2 separate regions of the Zea mays genome follow, and region 1 is linked to region 2. Evidence: chromatin contacts called from public Hi-C data. All regions are on one chromosome and are shown on one strand. Each heading gives the region's core, a stretch centred on a gene start, on an enhancer-like site or on the middle of the called end of the contact. The rest is flanking DNA. Distances are from core to core; before and after follow the strand shown. Region 1 holds the start of met5 (DNA methyl transferase5). Region 2 holds the start of LOC100383111 (Trypsin family protein).

Region 1 (6,966 bases), core at 2,508-5,007, 240 kb after region 2:
AGCAAAATTCGGTCGCTCTTTCCACCGCCGAAGCCGAGTACATTGCCGCAGGACATTGTTGCGCGCAATTGCTTTGGATGAGGCAAACCCTGCGGGACTACGGTTACAAATTAACCAAAGTCCCTTTGCTGTGTGATAATGAGAGTGCAATCAAAATGGCCGACAATCCCGTCGAGCATAGCCGCACTAAGCACATAGCCATTCGGTATCATTTTCTTAGGGATCACCAACAAAAGGGGGATATCGAGATTTCTTACATTAATACTAAAGATCAATTAGCCGATATCTTTACCAAGCCACTTGATGAACAATCTTTTACCAGACTTAGGCATGAGCTCAATATTCTTGATTCTAGAAATTTCTTTTGTTAAGCTTGCACACATAGCTCTTTTGAATACCTTTGATCATATCTCTTTTATATGCTATGACTAATGTGTTTTCAAGTTTATTTCAAACCAAGTCATAGGTATATTGAAAGGGAATTGGAGTCTTCGGCGAAGACAAAGGCTTCCACTCCGTAACTCATACTTCGCCACCACTCCGAGCAACTCTCTCTTCTTCAGGGGAGAAATGAGCATCAAGGAAAAGGACTTCATCCTTGGGGGAGAGAGTAAAAGCTCAAACGCAAAAGGACTTCGTCTTTGGTATAATCTTAACTCACTTATTTATGACCAAAGGGGAAGATTGCACTTCAAGGGCTCTAATGATTCCGTTTTTGGCGATTCATGCCAAAAAGGGGGAGAAATGAGCCCAAAGCAAAAGGACCGCACCACCACCACCAAATTCAAAAACTTAGTGCTTTCCAAAAGTCTTTATCATTTGGTATCCTATTGTGTTCAAAAGGGGGAGAAAGTAGTATTTCAAAAATGGTATATCAAAACCCTCTTGAACACTAAGAGGTGGATCTCTTTTAGGGGGAGTTTTGTTTAGTCAAAGGAAAAGCATTTGAAACAGGGGGAGGAAATTTCAAATCTTGAAAATGCTTTTGCAAACTCTTATTTATTTACCTTTGACTATTTGCAAAAGATCTATGAAAAGGATTTACAAAAGGTTTTGCAAAAACAAAACAAGTGGTGCAAACGTGGTCCAAAATGTTATATAAGAAAGAAACATTCCTTGCATATCTTGTAAGTAGTTATATTGGCTCAATTCCAAGTAACCTTTTCACTTACATTATGCAAACTAGTTCAATTATGCACTTCTACATTTGCTTTGGTTTGTGTTGGCATCAATCACCAAAAAGGGGGAGATTGAAAGGGAATTAGGCTTACACCTAGTTCCTAAATAATTTTGGTGGTTGAATTGCCCAACACAAATATTGGACTGACTAGTTTGCTCTAGTGTATAAGATGTACAGGTGCAAAAGGTTCACATCTAGCCAATAAAAAGATCAAGTATTGGATTCAATAAAGGAGCAAAGGGGCAACCGAGGGCACCCCTGGTCTGGCGCACCGGACTGTCCGGTGTGCCACCGGACAGTGAACAGTACCTGTCCGGTGCACCAGGGAACTCAGACTCAAACTCTTCACCCTCGGGATTTCTCGGAAGGCGGCGCGCTATAATTCACCGGACTGTCCGGTGTGCACCGGACATGTCCGGTGCTCCAAGGAAGCTCGGCCTCCTGAACTCGCCAGCCTCGGGTTCGCGCGGCAGCCGCTCCGCTATAATTCACCGGACTGTCCGGTGTGCACCGGACTGTCCGGTGTGCCAGCGGAGCAACGACTCCCTGCGGCGCCAACGGCTGCCTGCGGTGCATTAAATGCGCGCGCAGCGCGCGCAGACGTCAGGGCTGCCCATACCGGTGCACCGGACATCAAACAGTGCATGTCCGGTGTGCACCGGACACCCAGGCGGGCCCACAAGTCAGAAGCTCCAACGGCTAGAATCCAACGGCAGTGATGACGTGGCAGGGGCACCGGACTGTCCGGTGTGCACCGGACTGTCCGGTGCGCCATCGAACAGAAGCCTCCAGCCAACGGTCAAGTTTGGTGGTTGGGGCTATAAATACCCCAACCACCCCACATTCATTGCCATCCAAGTTTTCCAACTTCTAACCACTTACAAGAGCTAGGCATTCAATTCTAGACACATACAAAGAGATCAAATCTTCTCCAATTCCACTCAAGCCTTTAGTGACTAGCGAGAGAGATTTGCCGTGTTCTTTTGAGCTCTTGCGCTTGGATCGCATTCTTTCTTTCTCTTTTGCTCTTGTGATCAACACTCAATTGTAACCGAGACAAGAGGCACCGATTGTGTGGTGGCCCTTGCAGGGAAGTTTTGTTCCCGGTTGATTGAGAAGAAGGAAAGCTCACTCGGTCCGAGGGACCGTTTGAGAGAGGGAAGGGTTGAAAGAGACCCGGCCTTTGTGGCCTCCTCAACGGGGAGTAGGTTTGCAAGAACCGAACCTCGGTAAAACAAATCCACGTGTCACTCTCCTTATTTGCTTGCGATTTGTTTTGCGCCCTCTCTTGCGGACTCATTTATTATTACTAACGCTAACCCCGGCTTGTAGTTGTGATTATTTTTGTAAATTTCAGTTTCGCCCTATTCACCCCCCCTCTAGGCGACTATCAGTTGGCCGTCACCAGGTCGCCGAGGTACACCACCAAGTCTGAGCGAAGATGCGTGGATCGAATTCCGCCGCCGCAGAGACCATGAGGCAGAGAGGGAGTTCCGTTTCAGTTCTTTGATTCTTTCGGAGGAAAAGGGAAAGGGTAAGGGGAGCAAAAGGAGAGCGTGCGCATGCACGCACCTGGGTTCTCGACGTCGAGGACGGCGGCCATGACGCGGTCGGACGCGGCGTCCTGCGCGGGGCCCCAGTCCGTCCACGCGTCCTCGCCATAATGCAGGTCCGCAAACAGGGCCACTTTGAACACTCCTCCTGGCCCGAACCACAGCGGCGGCAGCGAGCAGGGCGGGCGCGAGGCTGCGCCACCACTTGCACAATGCGGATTTGCTCGACGGCTTGGGCGGTGTGGTCCTGGGAGCATCGGGCTTGGCGCGTTCTTGTCTGGTGAAGCCCCGCGTTCGGAGTCGGAGGGAGGTGGGCGACATTCACGGCGGGACTCGCTTGGTTGACGGGATCTACGCGCTGGTGGTAGGAGATCCCTTGATGGCGGCACGGATGGCGTGGGGCGGAGGCGTTCGTCGCGGAGCCGGGATCTACGCGCTGGGGGAGGATCGCGGAGGAGAGGGGGGGCGCGGGCAGACAGCTGTAGACGCGCTGGGGGAGGATCGCGGAGGAGAGGGGGCGCGCGGGCAGACAGCTGTAGAGAGGCAGAACACGGCGGGTGTGCACGCCTACAATAAGAAAGTAAAGATTGGAGTTATTTTCACAAAGCTGATTCTCATAAAGACATAAACGGCTAAAGCTGTCTCATGGTCATAATCCGACTGAAAACGAAACAAACAGGCCCAACTACCCACACAGTTTGGGCCACCCTACAGCTGGTTCATGTGACAGACAGGGCTGGAGGTAGAGGGGCCAACATCCGAAAGCCTGCGGCGCTCGCGGGAGACGAACAAAAATTCGAATCCGGGCTCTCCCGCTGGCCGCTGCAGCCTGCAGAAGGCTCCGCGCCGTAAAAAATTGGACGTTCCCGCTCCCTCCATCTTTTTGGTTCGGGTTTCGTTTTCCCACTGCCGCTCCCGCCTCCTCTCTGCCCTGTTTCCACATTTGACCGATCCTCTTCGATTCGATTTCTACACCCCCAGAGCTTGCCAAACCCCTCGTCTCCCAACCCTAGAGAGCAGCAGCAGCAGCAGCAGCTACCGCATCCCTTGCCATGGCGCCAAGCTCCCCGTCATCCGCTAGGCCCACGCGCGCCTCCGGCCGGAAGCGCTCCGCCATGGCCGAGGAGATCCACCAGAACCAGGAGGAGGAGGAGGAGGTTGTGGCTGCGTCCACCGCCAAGCGCAGACGCAAGGCGGCGTCTTCCGGGAAGAAGCCCAAGCCGACGCCCAAGCAGGCCAAACCGGCCGTGGCGGGGATGAAGAAGAAGGGGGAGACCGAGAAGACGGAGCCCGTTGTGGACGACGTGTGCGCCGAGGAGCCCGACGAGGAGGAGTTGGCCATGGGCGAGGAGGAGGCGGAGGCCGAGGAGCAGGCCATGCAGGAGGTGGTGGCCGCGGTCGCGGCCGGGTCGCCCGGTAAGAAGAGGGTGGGGAGAAGGAGCGCCGCCGCCTCGGGCGACCACGTGCCCGAGTTCATCGGCAGCCCCGTTGCTGCGGCCGAGGCGCACAGCAACTGGCCCAAGCGCTACGAGCGCAGCACTGCCGCAAATAAGTATATTGTCCCTCCCTTCTTACCCTGGTTTAGTATGACTATGACTGGATTTTTGCTCCCTGTTCGTTGCTTGAGAGCTGAGCAATTTGCTATTTGTTAATCTATTGCGCATGCAGACCGGAGGAGGACGATGAGCTCAAGGCCAGGTGCCACTACCGGAGCGCTAAGGTGGACAACATTGTCTACTGCCTCGGGGATGACGTTTATGTCAAGGTTTTGCCCATCGTCTTCATTGCCTTTATTTGTCATGCTGCTGCTGCTGCTCTCATTTACGCACTGCTCATGTATTTGTTAAGGAAGCATCACTTAATTGTTTTTTGTTGTCCATTTGCAATCTGTTGTGCGTGTGGTCAGCGCCCAGCGTTACATGGTCAGCGGCGGGCCTAGGATTTGAAGTATGAGTATTCAAATTTTTGGTAGAACATATTTTTTGACAATTTAAAATTACACTATTGTACTGTATGATCGGTTGAACGGTACATAAATGAAGAGGGCTAGTGAAAACCAAAGTTTAGACAAAATAGCTGTAAAACAGTATGATTTTATGTTTTTTTATAATATTTTAGCTTATATACATAACATATACATGTATATATAATTGTTTTGCCAAAAATAATGAGTATTCAATTGAATACCCTTGCTTGCATGTAGGCCCACCACTATACATGGTGGTACTTTCGACGCACCGTTTTTTTGGTAATTTTTCCGAAAAAAGTTCGGTAAACGTGAATTTTGGTCCTTTTACAAATCTATGGCGCCGAGCAAAGAGTTCATAAATATCAAGCTTTGCCAAAAAGCTTTGCTAAATACAATTTGGGAACAAAAACAACTTTAGCCTCTAATAGTTTCCAATTCTTAGGTTGTTAAATATTTTTAAATTATGCTAACTTAATGGTAAGTTCAACATTTTCACCGTTTAAATCGCTTGTGTGCCATTGGAATACTCACATGTGTTAAGTATTTGTGACTAGAGGGAGTATAATATAAAGGGGTGCCAGCCATTGATCACATCCATTATGATCTCTGAGAGCATTTGAAAATTTTCTTGTCTTATTTGCCTGTTTATGAAGTTAAAGTGTTGTTTGTGTCTTAAATTTTAGTTTGATGAAAATTCTTAGTAATTCAGCTGAACACAAACATTGATGATGCAATGCAATGATTTCAAGTCGTCCGACTAATCGCGATTAATCGCGATTAGTCGGGCTGGTCGGTAATTAGTACACGATTTGCTGGACGACTCGACCAGATAACCTAGTCGTCCTGGTCGTCCGACTAATCGTCGACTAGGGTGACTAGTCGTCCGACTTATGTGTCCTGGTCGTCCCGGCTAGGGTTTAGTTATTAGGCCTTTTTTAGCCCATCTACAGTCACTGCACGTCTCCTCTCCTCTCCTATTATAACCTACCCGCCAACAGTCTCTGGCTCTCTACACGTCTCCTCTCCTCTCTTGCACCGCCCCTGCAGTCCTGGACTTTGATTGCTGACGGCTACAGCACCCTGCGTCCCTGCCCTTTCTCCTGGAGTCCTGCAGCCTGCTGCACTACTGCAGTCTCTAATTTATATAATGTATACATGTATATTTATATATATACCTATATACGTATAGCTACTAGTGTAGGACGACCAGGGACCGACTAGGACCGACTAGGAGTCGACTAGTCGCCCTAGTCGTCGCCTAATCGCGACTAGTCACCTGGTCGGTCCTAGGGTTCGACCAGACGACTAGGCGACTTGAAATCATTGATGCAATGAACAAGTATGGTCGAAGTAATGGTTGTGTGCAATTCTTCTGGATTGTTTTGCTCTCACATTACAACATTTTATATGTTCTTTAATAATAGTTATTGACCTTAAGTTTCTGGTTCCTTTTTGCTTATCTTAGGCTGGAGAAAATGAGGCTGATTACATTGGTCGCATTACTGAATTTTTTGAGGGCACTGATCGATGCCACTATTTTACTTGCCGTTGGTTTTTCCGTGCAGAGGACACGGTGTGTATTGAGCTTAATGTCATTTCTATTTATATCAAGAATTAGCATAGAACTGAACCTTAACAGTGCAGGTCATCAATTCGTTGGTGTCGATTAATGTTGATGGCCACAAGCATGACCCTAGACGTGTTTTTCTTTCCGAGGAAAAGAATGACAATGTGCTTGATTGCATCATCTCCAAGGTCAAGATAGTCCATGTTGATCCAAATGTAAGTTCCCTGCTAAGAGCTTTGCGGTTTTGCTATACACATAATATTTCTCACTACAATTGTTTCTTTGCTTTAGATGGATCCAAAAGCTAAGGCCCAACTGATAGAACATTGTGACCTATACTATGACATGTCTTACTCTGTTGCATATTCTACATTTGCTAATATCTCATCAGGTAATTGCTTCTACATCATTCTTTTTTGGTTGACTAGCTGCATGGTTATTAAAACGACGAAACGTTGAAACACTCATGGATGGACTTTTAACTTTTAAACTATTTAAACAAAGTTTAAACGTAGTTATAAACAACATAGGGAAATTTCAATATATCATAATTTCAGGGGAAATTTGGATCCATACCATTAAAAGATCACCACTTTAGATTCATACCATTACTATCTCACTTACATGTGGGTCCACATGAGTCAATGACATGTGGGGTCCATGATATATATCTAAAGTTTGGATCTTTTAATGGTAT
Region 2 (6,447 bases), core at 657-3,156:
AAAGCTGCGTCCTGCCATCTGAAGGCCTCATTTTGCCGAACAGGTCGCGGAGCTACGATGTGTAGGATAAGTTGTGACCCTAAAAATGAGAAGCAGCGAGTCAGCGAACATGAGCTTCAGGGCTGATAACCAAGCTGTAGGGCGTGAAATCTCAGGAAGACTCAGAAAGCATGCCATCCTGTGAGTGTGTTTCGAGAATCAAGATACAATGGATGGAGGCAACTTTGGTCAAAATAGCGAATATGTGAACAAACAGCAAGTCGTGGAGCAGCCTGTTATTCCTCAGGAATAGATTCTGCAAGATCGCAAAGGGAGCCACGCAAACAAAGCAGCCTGAATTTATAGTGTCTTGTGAATCGTGAAAGGTTGTAGAATAGGTATTCGCCGCCAATGAGCTATACGAAGAAAAAAAAAATACAGCCATTTGGATGAGGCGTGTGATACTCTGATATAGAAATAAAACGGATAAGAGGAATCTACAAAAGCCATGGCTCAGGTCTCCTCCCCTCTCTTGCTTGAGCTGCCCAAAGACAATGGTGACTTGACAATATGAAATCAGGGCTGCCATGAGGGTTAAGGGACGGCACAAATTCCCCACTTTCATCACAGGATTGGGCATAAATCCACATGACAACTACTCGCAATGATAGTAGTCTCGTCTCGGGGAATAAGGTAGGGTGGACCTACACAATTTTGGTAGCCGACAGTGAAAATGAAGTCGAGCAGGGGCATCACGTGCTTTCTTGAAAGAGAAAAGCAGAAACAAAAGGCGCAAAAAAAACGCCGCCAGGAATTGATATGGAGTAGCCAAAAAACCATCCACTTGTTCTAGCGAAGTCCGGACTCTGGAGTGCGGAGACGAAGACAAGAACTGCTGAAGGCAAGAACTGCCAAGCCGTCGACCGCGCCTCCGAGATTGTCTCCACAAGGAGGGGGGGACCTCGCTTTCCATCGCATTAGGCACCCAAAGCAGATTGCCAGCAGCACACACGCTTTTCTATCTATAGTAATAATAAAAAAAAACAATAAAGAGAGAAAACGAGCAAGCAGCCACTGCTGCTGCTACGATTGAACTCAAAAGGGGAAAGGGGTACACGAAAAGGCAAAAGAAGATAAACCCCGCCTGTCGGGAGATGTCGGTTGCTCTACTCTGCCATACTACGCACCGAGCCATATCAAGAACCCTACCCGCACTGTTTGGGTATGAAAAGTGGAAATACCAGAGGGGGCCTCTAACAGATGGACCAACCACCGGTAGAACGATGAACGAGGACGAAAGCTAAGCGGACTGATGAATCCAGCCATGGGTCAACCAAAAAGGAGGGGGGAAACGGCCTGGAAGGCAAGAGAAGGCGCCGGAGCCGCCAGGGTTGGCAAGATCCCGCCTTTGCTCCGTTCCCAGGTTCACGGCCGGCGGCCAAAAGGTCCGATCTCGGTAGGACTTCAGGCGGGAACGGACAGGAGGAATTCCAAGGGGAGCGGCGCGCTTACCTCGACGGGAGCAATGGCGTGCGGGCGGGCGAGCGGCCTCAGCAGTGCTCCCCCGGTCGCCGCTGGATATCCATAATTGGGAAAATGGGGGCGGGAATCTCCACTGTTTATGGCGACGCCCAGTGGCCAGAAGCCGCTAGCTGTGCGCCTTCGCTGTGCACGCACAGCCGCACAGGCACAGCGGGCAGGACCAGACTAGGGGCTAGAGCCTAGCTAGCGCCTAACGAGAGGGAAGAGAGCCGGAGATGGACTGCTGGTGCTGGAGGAGAGGGGCGGAGCCGGAGGCCGCGGCAATCTGGGGGCACAGGCCGCGGGAAGAAAGAGAGAGAGGCAGATGGAGGGACGGAGCTCGGCTAGGTGATCATGGTCACTGGGTCAGAGTCTCAGAGATGAGACGAGCAGCAGCTAAAATACTGTTGCGCCCGTGTGATGCGTCGACCGCCGAGCTGTGGCTGCATAGTCGTCCCTGTCCTGTCCCCACCGGAGAAACGGACGGCCTGGACCGGCCGGCGGGGGAGGCGCCGGCACGTGGCCCTCCGGCATCCTTTGATCGCGCGGCAGGTTAGGGTTTTGGGGGGAGGATACCCTTTTTGTGGCGTTGGCGATAAACCGAATTTTTTAGACCGGTGCTGTATCAAACAAAATCGGGAAAAAATCGACTAAGGGATGGCGGTGTCTTTATCATACTAAAAATTTTAATGTGGATAATGTGGCAGACCAATTTGAGCTCTGTTTCACTCACTCTACGGAGTAGCTCTACTCCAAAGTTTAATAATATTTTAATCTGTTTGATTATAATTTAGCTTCAACTCAAAGAAATTGAGATTTTATTGAAACAACAATGGATTTCATCATCGCGTTGTGGACTGCTCCCTGAAGCAAGTGGTGGTCGTGCACCGAAAACGGACGAGCTGCTCGCCCTACGTGACCCCGTCCGACGAGGTCTTCGAGGTGCTCCCGCTCGTGTTTCTCTACGTCCGTCGGCGGCGGCCCGGGCTGCTTTCCTGAGTGCTGGAAACACTCATGAAGTTTTTACTGAGTGTGTCTCGGTAAATAAATCTCGACGAACTATACATCGTCAATAGCTTCTTTGTTAAGTATATTTTGTCGAACAAGCGGTAAAAATTTTACCAAGTGCCACCTACTACTTAGCAAAGAAAAGTCGTCACGGCATCAAATAACGGTGACGGAGCTTTGCTGAGTGTAAGGGAGGTATCGAGTGTTTACTGGACTAGCGGTCGGCAAAGAAGGCTCTCGTGTGTCCCCATGCTAGTCCATTTGTCGAGTGCTCCAAGAGGCACTCGTTGAAGGCTCCCTCTTTGCCGAGTGTATGTTGGACTATCTCTTGGCAAAGGGAGCACCAATGGTCCCTTTGCCACCCTCTTTGCCGAGTCAAAGTCTATTTTGCCAAGTGTTAGTTTGTACCGAGTGTTTGGCTCTCAGCAAATGATGTCTGTATCGAGTGTCATTATTCGTCGAGTGTCCGATAAATTGCACTCGGCCACTCGGACAATCTCCTGGCACTCAACAAATAGCTTGTTTCTGGCGTGCAAGCTGCTGGGCACAGAGTGCAGGCTCGCTCGCAGGCTACTGGCGCACTCGGGGAACCCCGTCCGGCGGATCCTCAAGCCTCTCCCACTCGTGTTTGGTCGTTTCTCGATGTAGAATGGCAGCAGCGGGCCGAACATCTTCCCTCTACTCTGTTGCACGTAGACCTGTCCAAACAACGAGTCAGGTCCAGGTTGAGTCGGGTCATGGGCAATTTATTATGGCATGTACCCGACTCGTGCCTAGTGTCGGGTCAGGTTGGGATGGCCCGTGTCTCCCTGTTTGACGTGTTGGGCTAGGTTTTTTGGGTTGAGTCGGGCTTTTTGGCTTTGGGTCAGGTTTTGGAACAAAAATCACAGCACGTACCCACCTGTTGCATTGATCGGGTCGGGTCAAGTCAAGTTTTTTTCGGACGGGGTCGGGTTAGATGGCGCATGATCAGGTCTAGTTGCGGGTCTGGGATGAGGAGGGATGACGACAAGCAGCGGACGATATCTACAGTGGTGGAGGGCTAGACAACACGACAGAGCATAGAGGTGAGAATGCAGGACATGGCAATGTCGAGGGTCACGTGCGGCACAGCGTGGAGGAGCACGGCGGTGGCTGCATGGAGAAGCGTCGGGGACCAGGAAGAGCAACAGAGCGCAACCAGGAGAGCGTTGAGGGCACCGATCGTGGCATGGGCCATGAAGAAGAGGGTCGCGACGGTGGCAAAGACTTGTGCGGGAGAGCAAAACATGAGAGCGTCACGGGGAAGACAGAAGAAGATAAGGGCGGATGCAGAGAAAGAACAACAAATCAAATAGTTGTTTTTCATAACGAGAGGTATTATTGGGTAATTAAATCTAAACTCTAGGTTAGCAGGTTTTATGGGTATCTCTTTTGCTGCTCCACCAAAATGGTGGAGCTCAACCAATTAATCCCATGTTTTTTTTCAGGACTAGAGTTCCTAAAGTTTAGACCATTTAGCAAGTAAATCGTGGAGCATAGTAAAATATGGAGTGGAACAGTCCTAAATACCCCTTAATTATTATAAATAGATATTTATATAAAAAATACTCTCCAACAACTTATTTAAATGATTATCCAAATATAGTCATCTTTATTATATGTTTCTCGCTAGCTAAAGATAGAAACCTAAATGACTCTCTAGAGTGCAAACAAACTGTAGAAATGCCGTTGAAGATTAGAAAAAATATAGAAAATCGTTTTTATGCAAATGACTCTATGAATGATAATTTAGAGAATAAATTTCAGAAAAAAATATTTAGAGATGCTTGGCTGATTCTAGCCTAGCCTAGCTTGTCTATATTATACCTCACAACAGCAATCGACCCACTTTGTTATCGATTATTGTTACTATCACTACAATAATCCAAAGCATCCCCGTCGGCTAACTTAATTCCCGTCGGACAGTCAATTTAGCCGACCGTGATTAATTAATTCCCGTCGGCCAGTCAACGTAGCCGACGGGGATTAATTAATTCCCGTCAGCCCGCGCACAGGCCAACGACGATTAAGTAACTCCTGTCGACCGTGCCGCCAGGCCGACGGGAGTTATTCGAAATAACCGACGCCGGGGGCCCTTTCTTCTATCTTCCTGTTTCTTCTACCTTCCTCTACCGAAGCCGCGTCGCCCATGCCGTCGTGCTGCCCGCTCCCCACGCCCGCCCCACGCCGCCCCACGCCGCCGGTAGCCGCCGCCCACGTCGCCCTGCGTCCTACCCGCGCCCGCCCGTGCACCGCGCGCCCGCGCCGTGCGCATGGCCGCTGCCTGCCCACGGCCGCCACCCCGCCCACGGCCGCCACCCCCGCCCGCGCGCCCGCCGAGGCCCACCGCCGACCACGACCGTCGCCGTCCACGGTAGCCGCCGTCTGCTCACGGCCGCGCGCCCGCCCAACGCCGTCGCCCGCCGCCGTCCACGGTAGCCGCGGCCTCCCCACATCGACGTCGTCCATCACTGTTGAAAGGGAATTAGGCTCACACCTAGTCCCTAATTAATTTTGGTGGTTGAATTGCCCAACACAAATAATTGGACTAACTAGTTTGCTCAAGTGTATAGATTATACAGGTATAAAAGGTTCACACTCAGCCAATAAAAAGATCAAGTTTTGGATTCAACAAAGGAGCAAAGAGTCAACCGAAGGCACCTCTGGTCTGGAGGCACCGGACTGTCCGGTGTACACCGGACTGTCCGGTGCACCACCGGACAGTGTCCGGTGCACCAGAGGACTCCAACTCGAACTCGCTACCTTCGGGAATTTCTCAGGCCGGCGCGCTATAATTCACCGGACTGTTCGGTGTACACCGGACAGTGTCCGGTGCTCCAAGGAAGCGCGGCCTCCGGAACTCGCCAGCCTCGGGAACGGGCAGCAGCCGCTCCGCTATAATTCACCGGACATGTCCGGTGTGCACCGGACTGTCCGGTGTACCAGCGGAGCAACGACTATTTCGGCGCCAACGGCTACCTGCGACGCATTTATTGCGCGCTCTGCGCGCGCAGAAGACAGGAGCGCCCATACTGGCGCACCGGACAAGGAACAGTGCATGTCCGGTGTGCACCGGACATCCAGGAGGGCCCACAAGTCAGAAGCTCCAACGATCAGAATCCAACGGCAGTGATGACGTGGCGGGGGCACCGGACATGTCCGGTGTGCACCGGACTGTCCGGTGCGCCATCGAACAGACAGCCTCCACCAACGGTCAAGTTTGGTGGTTGGGGCTATAAATACCCCAACCACCCCCACATTCATTGCATCCAAGTTTTCCACTTCTCAACCACTTACAAGAGCTAGGCATTCAATTCTAGACACACCGAAGAGATCAAATCCTCTCCAATTCCACAAAAGGCTTTAGTGATTAGCGAGAGAGATTTGCCGTGTTCTTTTGAGCTCTTGCGCTTGGATTGCTTCTTTTCTTTCTCACTTGCTCTTGTGATCAACACTCAATTGTAATCAAGGCAAGAGGCACCAATTGTGTGGTGGCCCTTGCGGGGAAGTTTTATTCCCGGCTTTTATTTGAGAAGAGAAGCTCACTCGGTCCGAGGGACCGTTTGAGAGAGGGAAGGGTTGAAAGAGACCCGGCCTTTGTGGCCTCCTCAACAGGGAGTAGGTTTGAGAGAACCGAACCTCGGTAAAACAAATCCGCGTGTCACACTCTTCATTTGCTTGCGATTTGTTTTGCGCCCTCTCTCGCGGACTCGTTTACATTTCTAACGCTAACCCGGCTTGTAGTTGTGATTATTTTTGAGAATTTTAGTTTCGCCCTATTCACCCCCCCTCTAGGCGGCTTTCAATTGGTATCAGAGCATGGTGCTTCATTAGAGCCTAACCGCTCGAAGTGATGTCGGGAGATCACGCCAAGAAGGAGATGGAGACCGGCGAAAAGCCCACTACAAGCCACGGGAG

Evidence for each region. A called contact is a pair of places that touch in the nucleus more often than the background predicts.
Region 1: a Hi-C map of leaf shows a contact between it and region 2, with 7 times the contacts expected there. The contact joins the promoter of met5 here to the promoter of LOC100383111 in region 2. A contact is called at or near these places in 3 of 25 Hi-C or Micro-C datasets (ear, leaf and tassel).

Annotation. Positions count from the first base shown.
Region 1 is chr2:10,732,910-10,739,875 of Zm-B73-REFERENCE-NAM-5.0, forward strand. It overlaps met5 (DNA methyl transferase5), which reads left to right and starts at 3,758. Exons shown (of 20, transcript NM_001111697.2): 1 at 3,758-4,285; 2 at 4,402-4,498; 3 at 6,168-6,275; 4 at 6,347-6,484; 5 at 6,561-6,660. The coding sequence starts at 3,786.
Region 2 is chr2:10,491,091-10,497,537 of Zm-B73-REFERENCE-NAM-5.0, forward strand. It overlaps LOC100383111 (Trypsin family protein), which reads right to left and starts at 1,907. Exons shown (of 6, transcript NM_001175779.1): 1 at 1,492-1,907; 2 at 1-79. The coding sequence starts at 31.